Regions from separate parts of the Oryctolagus cuniculus genome. Here region 1 is linked to region 2. The links are chromatin contacts, called in public Micro-C maps. All regions are on one chromosome and are shown on one strand. The core of a region is the stretch at or near the end of the contact, and the rest is flanking DNA. Distances in the headings are between cores, read along the strand shown.

Region 1 (6,753 bases), core at 1,491-3,990, 60 kb before region 2:
AGCCATTTGATTCAAAATTCAAGAAGTATATACACCATAAAAAGAGATGGCCTACCTTAGAAGCCATGAAAGAGGGGCTAGTTATTCTATCTACTCAGTTGTGCCAAGCGAGTCTGTGGAGGGGTGAGACGGGAAAGGAGATAAGACAGCAGTGGGAAGCTGTTCTGGGCACAGGAACCAGTGCGTAACTGCACATTGGCAACAGTGAGATGAGCTAACAAAGGGGACAGAAGATGCAGTTGACAGGAGCATAGAGAGTTAGCGGATGAGTAGGAGGAGATGGCAGATGAGACGTAGGCTGGGGTGGTAGGAAAGAGCCTTGGTGGTAAAGATGAATAGCTAAAATTTGGTGCAAAGCACAGTAGGAGCCCAGCGAAGCAAGCCGAACAGCCAGAGACAAGTTCCACTGGACAGCATTCCCAGGGGGCCTAATGTACAGACAGTTAGCCAGGGAGTCTGGCAAAGGGGAGGCTATGAAAGCCACGAGAGGAGAGGAAACAATCAAAATGTGGTCTAAGGGCTTTTTCTTTTTCTTTGAGAAATGAAAAAGATAAACAAAGATTTAGGGGTCTCTGTCTCTGGGATTTTCATTGTTGGAGAAAACAGGAGAGGAAAACAAAATGAAGCCAATAATTAAAAACACCTGAGGAACAGTCATGCCGCCAAGTCTACACGGAAGAAAGGTGATACAAAGTGTAAACGAGTGGGCTCCTGAGCAAAAATGGTGGCAGATAAGGATTTCCCAGCAATCTGTCAGTTACTATTTAGGAATAAAGAAAAACAGTAAAATAGATAATAATGGCAATGATTCAAAAGACCCTAAAAACTTTAAACACAAGGCATACAGTGAATCAATCACTTAATGTATTAAAACAACTTTCCAAAATGTGGATAAATATCCTAGGGCTTCTTTTTATATGCAATTCTAGTCTATTTACACAGCTAATTCTTATTTTTTTAATAATTCTTATTTCTTAAGAAACAATTAATTTTAATTAATCTTACTAAAATTCTAAAATATTCATTCTGACTAGCCTCCAGTAGCTATACATTTAGTGGTGAATTTATGTACTCTTTCCGTGTTGCACATTTAAATTTCTCTTGCTCAATGTCATTGTAATGCCTAATAAATACCATTAACCCTATGGTGAGGAAAAGCTGACATTCCAGCAAATTCACCATTTCTACCCGTAGGGGGCGGAAAAACATAAGTAGTATCTGTAATCTAAGCTAGTACAAGGACCCAGGTACTTTACCTAGATTTTCCACCAGGTGTCAACCAAGGGGGGAGGAAGGGGAGAATTTTCCAATACGGAAATACACAAATTCTTATTTTTAAACCTTAAAACTCATATAAACGGCATCACTCACCGTCCAAACCGTGTTCAGATTTACCCTTTCCAGATTATTGCTCCGGAGTCCTTAGACATTGCCTTGTCAACTAAAACCCAACCCAGTAAAATTTCACTTCCTCCAAAACAGCAAGGCCGAGTATCATTTATTGTGACTCCCGGGCTCCATCTACCCAAACATACTACGCAGAAGAATCTAAAACGTATGGACACAGCCGTAGCCAAAAACCTTCCCAAGAATTCCTGGTTACGTATATGTGGCTTCAGATTCCCATCTTTTTCTGTCTTTCTATAGCTCTCCTGACAGCAGCTCTGCGGAGGCCAGTAATCTACACGAGTTTGTGCTGTTACACTCTGCATCCCAGTGGGGCGTGACGCAGGCTCTGCTATTTCTTACCGAAACACTCACAATCAAAAAAGACAAATGTACCTATTAGGATGCACGGGAATGACTAGGCTGAACAGTCCAGCGGACAACCGCGGCTCCGCAGAATCCGCATCCTCACTGATGCTAAGAATTATGCTTTCCACACGCTGCATCTCGCTCCTTCAAACCATCGCTCGCGCTCCAGCAACTCCCCACCAAGGCTGTGCGCCGAGCCGCCACCGTGCCACCTGCCTTCTGCAAGGTGGCACTGTGGACGCGAGGGCTGCAGCCGCGCACCCTGCACCCTGACTCCGGCCACGGCTGGCGTCCCTAACAAGGACCTCGGCTTCCTCGGGGGAAGCGGGCCGCCTGCCCCCAACGTCGCCAGCGACTCGCTCGGGGTAGCCGGAGCCGGCACAGCCCCCCGAGGGGACGGGACCTACGCCTCTTCCTCGCTGCCTTAGGGCGTCCGCTCCGCAGGCCCCCTTTTGGCCTCCAGGGAGCTCACTTCCACCCCGTCTACAGCCATCTACGGACGCGCATAAAATCCACGCCGAGACTGCTCTCGTCTGTGACCACGATTCCTGGCCCGGTTTTCAGGACTTTTTTTTTTTTTCCTCCCGAAAGTCGTTAGCTCAGGCTCAGCCACCCAGCCGCTGGCCCGACCGGTTTCTCCCCCTTCCTCCTCCTCCCAGGCAGGCGGCGGGCGAATCCGCGCAGCGCCGCTAACGCGTGCGCCGGCCCGGCCGCCCCTCCACGCGGCCCGCGGTCCCTCAGCGCCCCGCCGGCGGTCGCTCTGTCAGAGGCCGCCCGGCCAGCGGCTCCGGGGAGCACGCCGGGGCTTTCCGGCAGCCCGCCCGCCAATGGGAGCCCACAATGCAGCGAAGTCCGGCCGGGCCTCCCGGCAGCGCCCGTGCCGGCTTCCCCGGCTCCACGCCTACTGTACCCGCGCGCGTGCCCGGCGAGGGCGCGAGCGCGGCGCGGCGCGGCGCGGCGGGGGCGCGCGCCCGGGGGGCCGGCGGCCGCGGCGGCGTGCGCGTGCGCACTGGGGTTGTTTTTCACAAAGCTGCTCTTAAAGTGAGCTGGCAGGCTCCGGCCGCCCGTCTTTGTAAGGAGACCACTGAGACGGGCGGGCGCGCGGAGCCGCCGCCGCAGCCTCTCTGCTGCCCTGACTTTTAAGAGCTCTCAATGAACTGTCTGTAAGGAGCTACTGATCCTGCCTGCAAGGGTTTGCATTTTTGCACGGCAGAAGCATCGATCAGTGTTGAGTGAAGATCCCATTTTATATGCGATCTTGACTTTTTTGGGGGTCTTACATTATATTTTTTATAGATTTTTGTTATCAACATGGTGCTGGGGAAGGTGAAGAATTTGACAATAAGCTTCGACTGTCTGAATGACAGCAATGTCCCCGTGTATTCCAGCGGGGATACTGTCTCAGGAAGGGTGAATTTAGAAGTTACTGGGGAAATCAGAGTAAAATCGCTTAAAATTCATGCAAGAGGACATGCGAAAGTACGCTGGACGGAGTCTAGAAACGCCGGCTCCAATACTGCCTACACGCAGAACTACACCGAAGAAGTAGAATACTTCAACCATAAAGACATCTTAATTGGGCACGAAAGAGGTAAGTTTTCCTACCATTCGGCAGTCTGCAGGCTGGCTTTCTCGGGTGGACGTGGTTCTCGCAGCGTAGCTCGGCCGTTTGCTGGAGGCTAGCAAAGTTGCGAGGTTTGGGTTCTCCTTGACGGGAGGCTGTAATGCGTGCCGGCATCTGCAAAGCGACTGCAAACTGCACCTCGTCTCCACCACCCCTGGACCCGGCTCGGGCTGTGCCATACGCACTTGCGGTCCATTTGCACCTCACTCGGAAATTCTGCTTGCCTCCGAGTCCATGATTTTACTGCTACGTTTTCAAATGAATTGATGAAAGCTGCGGTCCGGCATCAGATTTTTAAAATTTTTTCCTTTTTCTTTGCAACCTTAGCTCAAAACCTGAGCTTGAAGGAAGGAATGAAATAACATTTTAGGAGGGTTAGTAGATGTGTTTCCTTTTAATATTAACGTGCAAAGGACTTTATAAGGAATTGATCATTGTTCTTTGAGAGAGGGTTTCCCTGGCTTATTTTGACATATGGTATTACCAACACCCCACGTGTTTTTTTTTTTTTTTAACCTCTTCTTTCCAATGCTTTGGGAATTTTGCATCAAGCATTCCTTATTTTAAAAGACAGTATCTATCACCGTGGCCGGTGTTCAGTCAGGTTCAGAAGCCATTCAGGGCCAGCAGTTTCTTCTCCAAGCATCATGTCTAACTTTGGAACGTGCATTCAATGAAACCCTGCCAGTCCAATGGAATTGAAAAGTAGACCGCACACTGGACTTGATTTTTGGTTAGAAGGGGGAGATGGAGGGTTGTCAAAGGGAGAGGGGGTCCTGAGATTTCCCCTCTATTGTTTAGATGGCTACATTGTGGAAATATAGGAGACTCTAAGCTTGTTTTTCTAAGTTTCCACCCTTTGTTAGAAGCGGTTCAATCCTGTTTCGGACCAGTTCTGGGGGGTGGTGAGGAGGGGCGCTTGTGCAGCTCTCAGCAGATTGGTTACACGCGTCAGGTGGTGGCGATGACTTAATTCTAGCCCAAGAAGAATATAATGTTAAAACTGGTTATGTAATTTTGTGCTTCTCCTTTTTAATGCAGTATTTAGTGCAAATGCTGACTTTTTCAGAAAGAGGCTCGCTTTTATCTGCGTTTTTATATTCAAGATATACATCCCAGGGAAATGCTAATTGAATTAAGGGAAGGGAGAAATAAAGGAAGCGTTGAGTTACAGCATTATTGCATTTTTTTTTTAAATGCTCAGGTGAAATCAGTTCTTCGGCAGGGTTTCCACAGTTCACCTAGGTGGTTTTGCATCTTGAAGTAATTTCTAGTTCATCTTCCCAAGCGTTAACTCTGATAGGAAATGCAAAGCGCCTGATGACAGTTCTGCTGTGTGCTGCAAAGCGCACACGCGAGTTTGATTTCGAGCCTTTTATAAAATGAGAAGAAACAAAAGGTTTTTCTCTCAAGAGTTGAGCCTTGCAGTGAAGGGAAAGTAGAACAATGCGTTGGGGCGGAAAGCAAGGTCGTTAGCTGCACCTCGACTTCGTGGTGAGGAAAACCGAACGCCCCGCACCCAGCCGGGCGCCCCCCGAAGCCGGCCACGCGTGGACGAGCTTCTGCCTGGAGTAGTTTCAATGACTTTAGCTGAGAGCTCTCACACGAGCCTGGCAGCGGAGGCCCCGCCCCGGGCGGCCGGCGAGGGGCGGGGCCAGGTTTGTTAGCCTGTTGCTAAGGCGATGCCGGGCGCTGATTGGATTGGGCCGGCGCGGGTGGGGAGAGTGGGCTCCGGCCGGCTGGGGCGCGGCTTGGAACCGGCGTGCGCCGGTAAAGGTCCCTCCCGAGCGGCCGCCCCCGCCCGCGCTCGCGCGAGTGCGTTCCCGGGCTTCCGTGGGCTCCCGGGGCCCGCGTCGCGGCATGCCCTGCTGCTGTCCCTCTCTCCGGCCTGTTGGGGCCACGAGGGGGACGCCTCGTACGGGGCGCCAGCCGCTGCCGGCTTTCACAGGTGCAGAGTCGCCCTGGGCGCAACTTTTGGCCAGAGACCCTCGTAGAGGGGGCTGGCGTGAGGAGAGCGAGCGGGACCCCCGAGGTCGCGGGCGACGTGTCGGAGTGGCTCCCTTTCCTCTCGGCTGCCACAGACATGTGCCGACTGTCCAGTCAGCAGTCTGGCTACCTTGACGTGACCTGAGGGGGAGTCTGGCACTGGCTGGCCAGGGCAAAGAAAAGTGGTTTCAAATCCGGGAATCTGGGCGGGAGGGGGTCTCGGCGAGCGTCCCCGGTCCCTTCCCCATTGTTTCCCGGAGCCTCAGGCCCGCCACTTCCCCGGCCCGGTCTCCCTGCTTTGCAACTGTAAAGGTGTCAGGGTGGCCCGAGCCAGATCGAACCGGTCGCCGGCTGGGGCGTGTACAGCGGAAGCGCGGCGGCGCCCTCGCCCCGCCCCCGGTCCAGCAGGCTAGGCTGCGCGGGCGCGGGCGCGGGCGCGAGCGCCGCGCGACGTATGCCGTATGTATAGCGGAGCGCGCGGCCGGCGGCGGCGCGCGCGGGCGGGCTGGCTGGCTGACTGGCTGGCTGAGATCTGCTCGCGCCGGTTTAGGCCGGTCCTCTCCTGCTCCGGTCTAGTTCTTGATTGACAGCCAGGCACTTGTTTACCACGGCGCGGCCGCCGCCGCTCGCCTCCATGAGACTGCTGAGCTGGCACAAAAAGGCAGCGAGAAGGGAAGAAAGGCCGAGGAGGGCAAACTTTGGGGCGCCTTGAAAGGGGGCGCGTTTAAAGCCCCCAACCCTCCGGCTGGTGTTCTGGGCTGAGAGCCGCCCAGGGGAGTTGCCCGAGGGGTGAGGGAGATGAGCGTGGAGACGGGAGACAGTCGCCACGCTGTTGAGGCTGGAAGTGTGCGCGTGTGGGCGCCTTGACCCTTCTCCCCGGCGGCCCTCAGGAAGGCGCCTCGTTCCGGGGGCGACGCCGGGGTTGGCTGAGGGAAAAGTTCCCAGGTGGGACCGGTTTCGGGCCCTCCGGGGGTGACGGTGCGGGGTGCTCGCTGAGGAGACGCGGGGTGTGCGTGATTCTGGTCACGACCCGCGAGACCACAGCCCGGCCGCGTTGTCGGCGTCTCGGTGGTTTGCCGGTCACCTGCCGCGCGTGGAACCGGCAGGATCGGCGTGTCCGATGCCAGCTCAGCCCCTTTATCTGGCCAGCGACTGGAAAGGACCTGATGAGACTTCATTTTTTCAAGGAAGTGGGACAGTTAGTGTTTCCTGGTACGCCCCGGGCACCCTTCAGATCTCGTCCTAAATTTAGGATAAGCTCAGGCAGATCATAGAGATGCACACTGGGGCTGTTCCATGATGAACTCAGGATTGTGACCGTTTTAGGGCCCTAAGTAATTATTTTTAGCTGTGAAACTGATACGAAAATCACGGTTCCTATTTTTGTT
Region 2 (7,672 bases), core at 4,934-7,433:
TTTCCTTTTCTTTTCTTTTCTTTTCTTTGTTTAAGATTTATTTATTTATTTTGAAAGTCCAAATAAATTAGAGAGAGGGCGAGGTAGAGAGAGAGCTTCCATCTGCAGGTTTACTCTGCAGATGGTCACTACGGCCAGCGCTGGGCCAGGCCAGAGCCAAGAGTCGGGAGCTACACTCAGTGTCCCACGTGGGTGGCAGGGGCCCAAACACTCTTCTGCTTCCACTGCTTTTCCTAGGCCATTAGCAAGGAGCTGGATCAGAAGTGGAGCAGACAGGGCATGAACTGGCATCCTGATGGGAAGCTAGCATTGCAGGAGGTGGCTTCACCCCCTGCACCGCAACGCTGACTCTCTAATGACAGTCTTTCTCACTTGACTTTCTTACATTTCTTTTTCATCAGCAAGCAATGGTTGCACAGCTCCTATGGGCTGTGCATTGAGCTAAGGTAAGTGTTGGTTAAGGGGTGAGTAAGGTGAACTCCTTGTCTATAGGAGCTCACAATCTAGTGGAAGAGGTACCAGGTATTGGGACAAACAATGGGAGAAGCTATGGCTCTCAGACAGGTAAGGATCAGACAATGCTCTGAGCCCTCACTGGGGAGGGGGTGGGGGACACCAGGCCCATTGTGTGGAAACCAAAACCCTCTGTGTCTGCCATCTGGGAGAAACTGGAGCAGAGTGGGAGACATTCGAGGGACGGGGAGGTTGCATGTTTGAGAAGGGCTTTTCACGCTAGGGGTTTATTCGCGTGTCTGCCTGTCTGCCAACCCTTACCCTGTTTGACCTGGGCTTGTTCTGCTGCCCTGTCAGCTGTGAGCGCTGGCCATGGCTGTCTTCCTGCCCATCCTCTAGGGGCACCGTGTGATGTGTCAGATGAGGACTCCCTGCACATGTGGCTGCCATCCCTCAGCCACAACCGTCCTGCCCAGAAGAGCTGCCCTTGGCTGGAAAGCCTGCTTCCTGGCCAGCCTTCTCCACCACTGTGTTAAGGAACCCGACTTGCCGTTTGGGGTCACATGCACGGCAGGTGCTGTTGACGAAACTGCTAGAGGAGCTGAATGCGACTGACGTCTTTGGGAGGGATGAGACTTGGCGAGCCCATGCTGTTGTGTCCAAATGCAGTTCCTGTCTCCGGACGGAAAGTTATTGCAGATAACGAGAGAGGACAGCAACTTGTTTCAAATACCAGACACGGCTGGGAGCTGTCTGAGACACCGTGCAAAAGCTTTTAGTTCTCACAGCAATATCATCCCTATATCAGAAATCCACTTATACAATGGGTTTATAAAACCACATTTATAAAAGCCCATCCTAGAAAGGAGAATATTATGACCCAGAGAAGAGACTTATCCAAGGCCGCTCAGCTTGACAACCTTTAGCTTGGACCTGAACACAGGTCTATGCAACTTGGAATCTTGCGTTCTTAAAACCTTGGGAATATTTCGCAGAAGGGGCCATGGAATATTAAGCAAGGCAGTCAGAATTCTCGGTCAAGTCTGATTATAGCTCTCCCCAGGAGTGATATAAATACAGGAGGTGCAGCCTGCATGTCTGAAGCTTTGTTCTCAAGTATGCTACTAATCTGAACAAACTGGCATGGAGGGAAGCAGCAAGCGTGCACTAAAATCTAGTTCACTCAGTGGAAACCGGGTTCAGGACATGCACATCCCCAGCTCTGTTAATAGTGAAGGAGAACACATTGGGAAGAGGATGCCGGTTTTTATGACTTGTTGATATCTGCAGGCTTTTTCCTTAAGTGTCAAAACAATTTACAGCATTGCCAGCAGCATTCAGTACATTCAGAACAGGATCATTTCGCCCGCAGCTGGACCAGGGCCGTGCTTGGGACAGCACCGAGCACAGCCTTCCAGCAGACGGGCCAGGGAGTGAGCCAAGTTCAGTGCGTGAAGAGCTGGGCAGAGCCGTTTAAAGCAGCAGGGTTTATGTAAGTGTGACCTCACTGCTCCCACTGGAAATGGGTCAGACTGCAGCCGGGACATCCAGGGGCCTTCGTGACTCCAGTGAAATCAGACTGTGGCTTTTCCTCCAAGCTCCTCTGTGCACAGGAACCCGTGACACTGTTGTGCTGTCGGGATGCGTTTCAGCCGGAGTGGTCCCACCCTCTTCTTGCTTCCTTGTAGTTAACTGCTATTACATATATATTTACATGTGCATTTGTTTCTTTTTGGCGAAACATGCTAAACTAAACAGGAGACATCACACAAGACTGTCATAGAATTTCCTATTGGGAATGGAGGAAAAAAGTTTGGGAACAAGAAATAGTTTTTTTTTTTTTTTTTTTTTTGCCTCTCCCAGCTGTGATTCAGTTCTGACTCAAAAGGAAGTGTGCCACCTACTGAGTCACCGGAGCCACTTCCTGTGGCAGTTTGGTTTATTCTGAGGGGCATCAGGCCAAGCACTGCCCTGCCCTGACCCTGACTGGCTCAGCAAGAGCCAAGGCGCTCACAGCTTGAGGTGGTTTAGCCTGGGACTCTTGAGAACATCACATATTAAGTTACAAGGGCTCCGTTTCCTAGCAGGGAGTCTGTAGCAACGCAAAAAACGAACATGGTTTATTTACAAACTGAGTACATCGTGACTCAACCTGAAAATCCTTGCTTTTTCAGAAGGACTGTATTCCACATGGCCACTTGCAGGCTCTGAAGTTCCACCGGCTCTGTTTTTCCTGAGGGCAGTGTGGGCAAGCCCGGAGGGTGGCACTAACCAGAGGAGGCTTAGGGGGACCCTTTCATCAGGGAAGAAAGGCTGGCCTGCTATTTGTCCATTTTGCATCCTTGTGAGTGTGTGCTTGCTGCAGTGTGCACAGGGTCAGGCAGGGGTGGGAGAGACGGTGGCAAAGCAGGTGTGCAGCTCCTAACCTTATGGCATTTCTGCCTCCCACCCCAGATGGGAAAAATGTACTCCCCACAAAGCAGGTGCCCCTGCCTGGCGAGCCCCAGCATGTAGCTCCGGCCATGCTCCCAGGATCTCAGATACTTGTTTGTCGAAAAGCCACATGAGAGAAAAAAAGCAAGAAGAAGGAAGGAGGGGAAGGAAGCAGGAATGGAAAGAGCTGAGAGGAGTGCAAGCAGTTGCCTTGGGGCCGGCTCTGTGGTATAGTAGGTTAAGAATCCACCTGTGGTGCCAGTATCCCATCTAGCTGCCAGTTCGAGTCAAAGCTACTCCACTTCTGATCCAGCTCCCTGCTGATGGCCTTGGAAAGCAACAGAAGATAGCCCAAGTGCTTGGGCCCCTGTACCCACGTGGGAGACCCAGAAGAAGCTCCTGGCTCCTGACCCAGCTCCGGCCTTTGAGGCCAGAGTGAAGCAGTGGATGGAAGACCTCTCTCTCTGTCTCTGCCTCTCTGTCTGTAACTCTGCCTCTCAAGTAAATAAATAAATCTTAAAAAAAAAAGTTGCCTCAACACCATTTTTTTGTTCTCCTTGTACTTGCAAATGAACATGAAAGCATCAAGGTATTTGTTTTCTTCTGTAAGATTTCCAAAAGGACTAAAGGCTTTGGCTCTTGGGTGGATTTGAAGAGTCAGCAGTGCCTCACAACACTTAGTCTCTTAACAGAGAGGTACAGCAGCAGGCGAGCTCTTCCTGACACTAGGTCAACTCTAGAAGTCCTGAGAATCACTTCTGAGAGTAAGCGGAACCGTGTTCTGATTCCTCTGGTGGGCCATGCCCAACAGGTGCTTCAAAGAACGGCTTGCAAATCCGTGTGACCTTGAACAACTAATTGTAGACGAGTTGGAAGGATTCGCTGAATGGTGCCTGGCACACAGTAGGCATCTCGTAGGTAGAAGCCATCACCACCACTGCTTCTTTTATTATCATTACCATTACTACCTCTACTGCCATAGCTTAGGTCACACCTAAGGCCAGCAGCTAATGCAAGGTGTGACCCTTGGCCTCTGTTGAATGACGGAATACTGTAATTCAGGATGTCTCAGCCTTTCTAGACACGTGCTCATCTTCTGATAAACATACGAGTCTTAAGTTGATCTCCAGCTGAAAGCTCTGTAAAGAGATATTATATAGGTAACAGGCCACGTGTTTACAAAGTGCTTAACATGTGTAATTTGTGGAAGCGATATTTTTCGAAACATAAAATTCAGAGGCCAGCGCCACGGCTCACTAGGCTAATCCTCCACCTAGCGGCGCCGGCACACCAGGTTCTAGTCCCGGTCGGGGCGCCAGATTCTGTCCTGGTTGCCCCTCTTCCAGGCCAGCTCTCTGCTGTGGCCAGCGAGTGCAGTGGAGGATGGCCCAAGTACTTGGGCCCTGCACCCCATGGGAGACCAGGAAAAGTACCTGGCTCCTGCCATCGGATCAGCGCGGTGCGCCGGCTGCAGCGCGCCGGCCACGGCAGCCATTGGAGGGTGAACCAATGGCAAAGGAAGACCTTTCTCTCTGTCTCTCTCTCTCACTGTCCACTCTGCCTGTCAAAAAAAAAAAAAAAAATTCAGTAACACTGGATGTTTTAAAAGATTAGGTATAACCCAAACATGACAAGGATCTCCTGACCTGCCCCATTCTGTATGCCTGTGACTGAAGGAGGAAAAGAAAGAGGAGGAGGAGGAACAAATGGAGGGGAAAGAGGAAGGAAAAAATCCACATCAAAATTACTGCAGTTTATTGGGGATTTAATTGACATTTTTTAAAGTACTAGTGAGATATTCTGCATCTCACTGCACAGACAGCTACAGAGCTGGTTCAAACCTTGATCACTTTCCTGCAGATTGTCAGCACTCTTAGAAATTCCAGTATGTCCCATCACATAGATTCTTCTTCTGTTGAATGACACCTTTCTTTCCCTGTGCTCTCCAGGTTGTCCCACAGGCAGCGTCTGCTCTCACAGCAGTCAACTTGAGAACCTCGATTCTTCTCACCTGTCACATCATTTGGCTTCACAAAGGACTGGAACCTGGATCCACACTGGTGTTTTCAAAATCAAAGCGTGAAAACAGCTGTTTAGCCAAGAAGGGTGATAGCAATAACAGCAAGAAAAATTGATTCACAAAAGAGTCACAGAAACCCAACAGTACTTAAGTCCTCACCCACAAGCACAGTTTTGTGACTGTTTTTGTTTTGTTCGTTGGTGTAGCCAAAGCTTCTAAGCCTAGCATATGGAAGTTGCTTATGTATATTAAGATGCTTGATATATATATTGAATGACTAAGTGAATGAGTTTGCGAGTCAACATTCCAAGTAAAACAAAACACCATTGGATTTCTTTTTTCTGCTTTTTTCTTTTAAATAAGCTGTGTGAGACCAACAGTCATATATATGTCGGCAGAAGAGCAAGGCAGTTTTCTGTCATTAATTTTTTATTATGTTACTTTAGGTCAAATGTCACAGAAAATTATGTTGAACTCTTGACCAATCTATCTATTTTTTCCATTGGAATATTGGCGCAAATAAGAAACAACATCAAGGAAAAATTATTTTTTGGCAGGAACAATATCCTCTCTAAATTCTTGTGTGTTTTGTTTTGATTTTTCCTTAGTGACTGGAGGCCAGTTTCTATCCTCTGAAGCATGGATTCCAAATTTCCAATCTGGTTTTCTTGAGGACTGACTGGGCGCCAAGAATTAGGCAATGACACAACATCACCACTGACACACACACACACACACACACATATGTGTACAGGCAGGCCTACACACACATGGACACATATACACACATGCAAACACACACACACACACACACCAAAGAGTCCAGGCCATAGTCCAGTGACTTGCAAGCTCCTCACTCAAATTATTTGTTTTTTCAAAATGATTTTTTCTTTTTAATTTCAACTGGATCTCTTCCCTACATCCTTAGCCAATTCTCATGAAATTTTTGTCTAAAACACTACTCAGTATATTCTGGATCCTAAACAATGTTGTAATGGAAATAATGGAACTACCTGTCCCCTGAGGATGACCAGTGTCTTCCACTTCTTTCTTTCTTCTGTTTAAAACTTTCTCTTGGCATACTTTGGAGTGAAGCAATGACCAGAAATGTAATTGCTGTTAAAACAATAATTCTGTTAGCCTAATAAAAAATCTAGGAACTAAATAATTTTTGGCAGTCTCCAGGAAATCAAGGGTGGGCAATGTCAAGGGTGCCTGCAGGTGTGAGAGAACAGGTGTCCACCGCGGGAACCACGAGCAGTGGGCCTGGACCAGGTTCGGCTCTGTTGGGAGACTTGGAACAGCTCGCTTCACCTGAGCCTTTGTTTCTTCAGCTGTGGCCTAGCAATGTCCACAAGAGCTGCTTATTCTGTGAACCTCCTTTCTACACTTCGCCTGTTGTTACATGAATCCATAAACACCGGAATAACCTTTTCCTGTTCCTGTCAAGTTCTCCATGACAGACACAAATATTCATTCACCTGGTAGCTTTGGCTTCTTAGATTTTGATGGTGAGACTATCTCCAAGGGGACTTTCCATCAGGAGCTGGCAACAACATGTGAGGTCATTTGCGTTCTTGGCAGAGATAGGAGAATGGGTAGAGAGGAAACCAGGGTGTCAAGAGCATATATTTTAGTTGGGCCTAATAACTTCCCAGATAGCAATTTTAGTTCATATTTGGTAAGTCCGTATTACATGCCACAGCCTTGTAATGAATTACCTCATTTAGTTCTTACACCTGTCCTTCATGATAGCGTATCAGGATGTTTGACTAGAAAGTACTGAAAAAACTCCAAAGGACTAGAAACAATAGAAGCAATTTTTTGGCTGGAGTCACTGAGGTTGGTCCAGCAATGCGGTCTCCACATTGTCGGGGGAGCCCCAGGCTCTGTCCCGGTCCTGCCAGCCAGTGCTGGATTTCTGCTGTCATTGATTCCCCCTTGTAGCATGGTCGGCAGCAGGAACGCTTCCCTTCCCATAGTTAGCCAGGGGAGAGAGCAACGTCACAAACAAGGAAAAAACCGAAAAGCTTCCTTCTTCCCTGTGTAACTGCAGTCAGTGCTTATCTCAGAAGCAGTAGCCACAGGCAAGGGGGAAGAATGCTACCAAGTAATTAACCAAGGTTCCACTTCCTGGATTCAAAGGGTTAGTCTTATTCTAGGTGACTTGGATGAATTAGAATTTGCTCCTAGAACTGGAGCATTCCCTGAGTCTTATTGCTGGCTATGCCATGAGAGAAAGGGATTGAACTTCAGGGAGTCAACTACAGTGTGGATTATAGAAAAATATGCAAAAAGTTTATGAGAAAATAGAATTAAAAGATCCATTTTGGGCCAGCACTTTGGCGCAATGGGTTAAGCTGCACCAGCATCCCATATGGGAGATGGCTTGTGTCCTGGCTGCTCTACTTCTGATCCAACTCCCTACTATTGTGCCTGGGAAGGCAGTGGAAGATGGTCCAAGTGTTTGGGCCCCTGCACCCACAAGGGAGACCTGGAAGAAGCTCCTGGCTCCTGGCTCCAGCCTGACACAGCTCTGGCTGTTGCAGCCATTTGGGGAGTGAACTAGCAGATGGAAAACCTCTCTCTCTCTCTCTCTCTCTCTCTCTCTCAACTCTGACTTTCAGTAAATGAATAAATCTTTTTAAAAAAGGTCAAGGTTAGTGCAAAAACATTTTGAAATCTATGCATCGTCTTTTCATAATTTGCATTTTTCATACATTCTTTGAAGACCCCTTCTATAGATTTCAATGTTTCTTTACACCA

The links. A called contact is a pair of places that touch in the nucleus more often than the background predicts.
Region 1: a contact with region 2 is called in a Micro-C map of ear pinna, with 3 times the contacts expected there. The contact joins the promoter of ARRDC3 here to the enhancer-like site in region 2. A contact is called at or near these places in 5 of 6 Hi-C or Micro-C datasets (ear pinna, embryonic fibroblasts, psoas muscle and 2 more).

What each region holds. Positions count from the first base shown.
Region 1 is chr14:14,126,873-14,133,625 of mOryCun1.1, reverse strand. ARRDC3 (arrestin domain containing 3) reads left to right here and starts at 2,740. Exons shown (of 8, transcript XM_002713914.5): 1 at 2,740-3,346. The coding sequence starts at 3,067.
Region 2 is chr14:14,069,247-14,076,918 of mOryCun1.1, reverse strand. No RefSeq gene overlaps it. Among named protein-coding and RNA genes, the nearest start is that of ARRDC3, 58 kb to the left of the region's middle. Within about 2 kb of position 6,183, at least 2 of the 8 cell types and tissues checked have an H3K27ac peak or open chromatin away from gene starts, as enhancers often do. A contact at or near this core is called in ear pinna, where this site is marked.